Regions from separate parts of the Gossypium hirsutum genome. Here region 1 is linked to region 2. Evidence: chromatin contacts called from public Hi-C data. All regions are on one chromosome and are shown on one strand. The core of a region is the stretch at or near the end of the contact, and the rest is flanking DNA. Distances in the headings are between cores, read along the strand shown.

Evidence for each region. Hi-C and Micro-C count contacts between places; a contact is called where the count stands out from the background.
Region 1: a Hi-C map of leaf shows a contact between it and region 2, with 1.7 times the contacts expected there. The contact joins the promoter of LOC107918521 here to the promoter of LOC107920036 in region 2. A contact is called at or near these places in 5 of 34 Hi-C or Micro-C datasets (callus and leaf).

What each region holds. Positions count from the first base shown.
Region 1 is chrD13:15,915,490-15,918,609 of Gossypium_hirsutum_v2.1, reverse strand. It overlaps LOC107918521 (probable WRKY transcription factor 57), which reads right to left and starts at 1,260. Exons shown (of 5, transcript XR_005922771.1): 1 at 447-1,260.
Region 2 is chrD13:15,771,027-15,774,133 of Gossypium_hirsutum_v2.1, reverse strand. LOC107920036 (probable inactive purple acid phosphatase 2) reads right to left here and starts at 1,534. Exons shown (of 2, transcript XM_016849531.2): 1 at 696-1,534. The coding sequence starts at 1,382.

The DNA.
Region 1 (3,120 bases), core at 11-2,510, 140 kb before region 2:
GATTAAAGAGGATTTTCCCAGCTATATTTCCGCTTTTTGCCGTAAAAAAAAAAAAAGATTTCTCAAAGCAAAGCACGCCATTGCCGCCGCAATAACGGCGGTGTTGAAGGCCACTTCGTTAATAGGCAAAAAGTCGCTTTTATTTTTCGCCCTCTCTATTTGCCTTAATTGGACCAATTATTTCCCTAAATTTACGAAACTGCCTCAACCCTTCTTCCCCAACTTGCATGAAACGAGGTTGTTATATTTATTTTATGCAGTTTCACTGTACGGACACCGAAATTTGCATGACTTTTGATACGGTGGCTTTTATTACCATCTGTCATTTTTGCCCACCGAAGTCGTACTTAATTACAACTCAGTCTCATAAAGTAGCACAAAACAACAAAAGATAAAGGTTTTTAAAATTATTTTTTAACTTTCATCATTGGTTCACTAGTACTCACGGTATCTCAGGCGGTTTCCCGCCGAAGCCCGTAGATTTCTCCGGCGGATCCTCGCTGGAGCTCGACGACACCGACGGATTCGATGTCGGCACTTCAGCTGACCCGACCGGATTCGACGCTGCCCCTGAACACGAACCACCAGCTGCACCACAGCTTTGCGATTGCGAGCCGCTAAAATTTCCCGCCAAACCACGACTGGCGTCGGTTCGGTCTAGTTCACCGAACCTTTCAATCTCATCGGCATGGTCCAGTTGTAGAATATTCCAACCAAACTCACTCAGTATACTGCTTTCCCTATCGAAGAAGTAATTGATGCTATCCGAGACTGAGTCAGGTCCAGCAAGTGTCCAGCTCGAGCTCGAATCGGATTTAAACTCAGTCCCAGCTGGATCAAGCCCCTCTTTATCTTCCATCCTCTAAACCTTCATCCAAAAAAAGAATAGAACATACAAAGAAAATAACAGGATTCAAAGCACGTCCAAATGAAATCTAAAAGAAAACGTAGAGAGAAAATAAAACAAAAAAAGGAATGAAGGAGAGAGAGCTAGGGTTTTTGGCTAGTTATTTTTTCCCGTCGTCCAAACAGAAAAAGAGAAAGAAAAAAAAGGAAACTGAAAAGAACGCGCGAGTAAGAGAGATTGGGGGAGAACAGAAAAAAGATAAGTTTAGAAAAATCGGCGTCAACTGAAAATAGTGACGGGAGGTTGATATTTAAGCAAAGGAGGAGAAAGAAGATGAAGAGCAAGGGAAGCGGGTGTGCGTGGGCCCACGCGCATGAATGAAGAGAAAAATAGAAGAGATACTTTCCGACATAAGGACGCACCATGTTTTTTTCCCTCTCTTGGCAATGCTTTTTTTAATGTTATTTTTTCCCTTAATCGTTCTCAGATATTTGAGATATACCTTGAATTTTATTTAATTTTAAATTTAAATTTGAATTAATTCTAATTTTCAATAAAATAAAAATAAAATTTTTCAGTATTATTTTATCTATACATGAGATTCGTGGGATTTTTTTTTGAAGGACATCCAGTTTATTCCATTCAATAGATGTTGAATGTTAATTTATTTTATTTTTGAAGTTGCAAGTAACTATATCCATTATTTTAATGAGAATAAATCATTATAGGATAAATTTTAATTAATTAAACTCATCTATCGAAAATAATTTTCACAAACCTGATACTCAAAGTCCCAATCAATTATTTTAGGGTAAATTACATTTAAGTTCATTAAACTATTAGTAAGTCTATGTTTTAGTCACTCAACTTTAAAAATTTACAAAATGATTGTTGAATTATTCTCACTGATGTAACAGCCCAATTATCAATGGTGTTGAAAAACGGTAGTTTTGGAACCCCATTTCCAACTATTGATAATAATATTTACGAGTTTATTTTGAATTATATTGAATTTTGGTTTAGAAATTTTATTGAAATGATAATTAATTGAAGTACTAGCGCAATGACCCTAAAGTCAGTGGTGTCGAAATAAGAGATATTGCGACCTCATTTCCGCAAACCAAGCACGTAAATATTTACGGAGTTATTATATAGGTAAATTGAATTTTGAATAAGTAATTTTTTCGAATTAGTGACTAATTAAGGTACAAATACTAAATTGTAAAAGAGGTAAAAATTAATTACTATGAAATTATAATTAATTGAAGGACCGATTGAGCAATTGGACCCTTCTAATAATGTCAAACGGTAGTGGTTGTTGTTTGTCACCCGCTTAATTGATTAATTAAGATTTATTAAATTCAATTAGATTAATTAAGTACAAAACTAGGCATATAAGTAAAAATAAAAAAGAAACACATTATATTTACCAAAAGAAAAAGAAACACATTATTATTTCTTCCTTCTCCGCTCGTCTTCTCCACGAAAACAAGAAAGAAAAATTGGGGTTTTGATCGTTTGAACTTCGGTCCTTCAAAATAGGTAAGTATACAAGTTCGTTTATTGTAACTTTTACGTTTTTAAGGTTGTGGTAGCTCGATTTAGCTAATCCGTGTTTTATTTTCGAAACTGCCAAAGTTTCAAAATATTTCCATTGATGAATGCTTGAAGTTATTGGTGTTATTTGGTTAGATTTTAAGCTTAGATATGAAAAAAACTAATTTGTAAAGTTTAATTGTTAATTTTTAACATATGGACTAAAGTGTAAATATTTCAAAATTAAGGATAAATTTATGTAATTATGGATAATAAAGGGCTGTAGAAAGAGGTAATTGAAATTGGATTGTAAATCAAAGCTTAAATTTGAAAGATATAGCTATTTCGGTTTTAAGGACTAAATTAAATAAAATACAAAAATTTAGGGAAAATTCAAAAAAGTGAAAGTGAACTGATTTATGCTTATAATAGAATGGTATAAGGTAATTGGAATTGATAAATCATAATGAATTATTATAGACTGGGAATTGAGTCAATATGAAGATAATCGAGGAAAATGAGAAATTGCATATTAGTCCCTAACTCTTTGTTGTTGTTGTTGTTGTTGTTGTGTTTATCCTAGGTAAGTTCATACAGTTTATAATTATTATAAATGTTGATTAATTGTGTTATAAATACTTGTATATATACTTAATAATTCTTGAATGAAATGACATTGATATAAAAGTTGAATTGGGCTTAAATGAAAGGTATTTAGATATTATATAATTCGGGAG
Region 2 (3,107 bases), core at 285-2,784:
AGATGAATCAGACTCAACATATCATATGAATTAACTTGAATTGGTAACTAGCCACCTACTGATAGTGTCACTAAGTAGGCAAAGGATACTAATTCCACCTCAGAAAGGAAGGAAAGGTCTTTTTGGATATATATATATATAAAAGCAGATATGCTACACATCCTATCCTATCAAACATGTTTGGGAAGAAAGCAATAGCTCCATGACAAGAGGTATTAGTGCCACTCATAACTGCCCGAGTCCACATTGAAAAGGAAAAGAAAATCTTTAAATGCATAAGTGTGTGCACTACACAGCTTATCGACAAAAAGAAAACTTTGAGCAGATACACAATATGCTGCAGGCCAATGGTCCCATGACCATAGCACTAGATCAAAGATTCAAACTTCAAACCTAGGTCCACCCTCTCCTTCATCATGACTAAGCTCTTTCTATAACAACATTTATTATAAATGTCATGCTTGTCATAAAACTAATTTTTTATGTTTTATTTTACTCTTCATCTATGACAACAATAAGCATAAAGCATATCTACTTCAAATATTATTATGGTTATAGATGTAACATGATAAAAAGGAAATTGTAATTCAAGACAAGGAGCTCAGCATTTTAGCACAACCATTTGAATGAGGAAGGCGTTTTTTAGTTGGAACAAAATGTAGTTCAAAACATCTCCAAATTTAGCATTTAATTACCTGATAATAGTATTTCACCCCACCCTTTAAACCCGACATGACAGCGTCAAATATCCAACCAGGATCTCTCCAACCAACGCTCTCATTGGCCGGCGCGTGACACATGTCTTCCCTCTCGTACCTCCCCACACGTGCCACCGCCACGTCACCTTCCCACTCTCCTTCCTTCTCTCCGTACCTCACCTGCCTCTCCTCTGGGTCCTCCGCAACGAACATCACCCGCATCTCCCCTTCCCGACCGGTCAACGCCAAGTGGATCTGCTCCGGCCCACGACCCAATTCGAAACCCACCGTCTCGGATTCCGCCAACAAGTGCTTCGTGCCCGGGAGGGGATTATGATCCTGGTCGTGGATTTCCGGGTTGACCTCGGATTCGGTCCAGCGGAAGATCCGGAAGGTGTAGTTAGAGCGGAGGAAGGTGAGGGGGAGAGAAATGGAGCCCGCTCCAGATTCCCAAGTTGAGGAAGAAGATGAAAGGAACTTGTAACCGATGAAGTTGTGATGGGGGGAGTCGGGGGGCGAGTAGAGGCCGAGCCAGTCGAGCTTGGACGGTGACTCGATGCCGGACCATTGGATGTGAACCGAATCACCCGATTTAGAAAGAGTTTTGGGGTTGACGGTGAGGATGGGTTCGGATGGGACTTGAGAGATTAAAGAAAGGAAGAAGAAGAGCAAGATCAAATTCATGGCGGGTAACGGAAGTTAATCAAGTTGAGGATTGCAATAAAAGAGAAAGAAACTAGTATGGGCCTTTTTTGGGGAAAGAGAGAAAAGTATGGGCTTTGAATAAAGGATGAGGAAGATTCTAATTGCGTGCCACATTTGTCCATATACTCATATAAAAAACATGTAATAATATCATAATTGGTCTCTAAAAGTTTATCAAATTTTCAATTTAGTCCATTTATATTTAAAAATATTATGTTATTTTTAAAATTTAAAATCATATTGTTTAAAATATTTAAATTTATTATTTTAGTATGCTAGTTATCTTTTAAAAATTTAGAAAGTGAGTGTTGAATATTTTTTTAAGACATAATATATTATCTTTTTAAATATTAAAAACTTGAGAGTGGAATTATAAATTTATATTTTTGTATTATTGAAAAGAAAGTATCAATATTAAAACTAGTTTGTAGGTTTAAAAGGAATTTTATAACGTTGCCCTTCATTTTATAATCTGGTTGAGTCTAGTCCTGTTCAGGTCGAGAGTGATATTCTGATGATTTCAGGATTTAAACTCAATCAAAATTCCTAAGAAAGAAGTTTACTTCAATTTTTTTATAATTTTAAATTTTCATATATTAAAATAATTGTATTTAATTTTTTTAATTTAAAAATAACATACTGTTTTTAAATAAAATTTTGAAATTTTGATATATGAGGATTGGGAGAAGGAAGGAACCTCTAGAATATGAGAGAAGTGAAAGTCGGGATATGAAGGTGTCAACTTTGAAGTAGGTATATATTATAACAAAAAGTCCGTTTTGATCAACGAATAGATAAATTATGTTCTTTCAATCTTACATGTATTAATACTACATCAATTTAATTTGATATAAATTTAATTTTTGTTATTAGTAAGTATAATTTATGACACCGTTTAGTTGTTGTTGTTAAAAGTGGGGCGGTGAATTTTTTTTATACGATTATTAGTTTAATGTTGTTTAAATCATATCAGATCAATTGAATCAGGAATTAATTAGGGTACTAATTAGAAGATGGTTTTTGAACCGTTTGATTCAAGAATCATTACTAATCAACATCCTCCTGCAAATTATGTGTGGAAATATATTTATAGATAAGTCTTTAGTTAAAATAGTAACATTAAAAACTTAAATATTATGGTATTTTAAGTTTAAATCTTACCATAGTAAGGGTGTACGGGAGACAGCAACTGAAGTTGTGGGTTTTATTAAGGCCTACGACACTGAGATTTCTACTACAAAGGAAAGGCTAGAGAGTTCATGTGATGGTAGAATATTAACCTGGGAACCACCTGACAATGACACCATAAAAATCAATTTTGATGCCTCCTTTAATCAATCAACAAACTTCTCTACCACAGGAATCATTGCACGAAACAAAGATGGACTAATAATGGACTAATAATGAAATAAAAATATTGCAGATCCAATTATGGCTGAGGCAAGGGCGTGTCTGCAAGCTGTTATTTTGGCGGAAGAAATGGGATTCCAGGATGTATGCTTTGAAGGGGACGCGCTAACCATAATACGCAAACTGAGAGCCACGGATGAAGATAAATCGTGCGTTCGCAGCTTGATTAAAGAGATTAAGGAAAAAGGACGTAGATTTAGAAGACTTGAGTTTTAAGCATATACCGAGGGAAGCTAATAAAGTGGCTCATGCAATGGCGAAATATGGAGAACGTTACGAGCATCCTCGATTTTG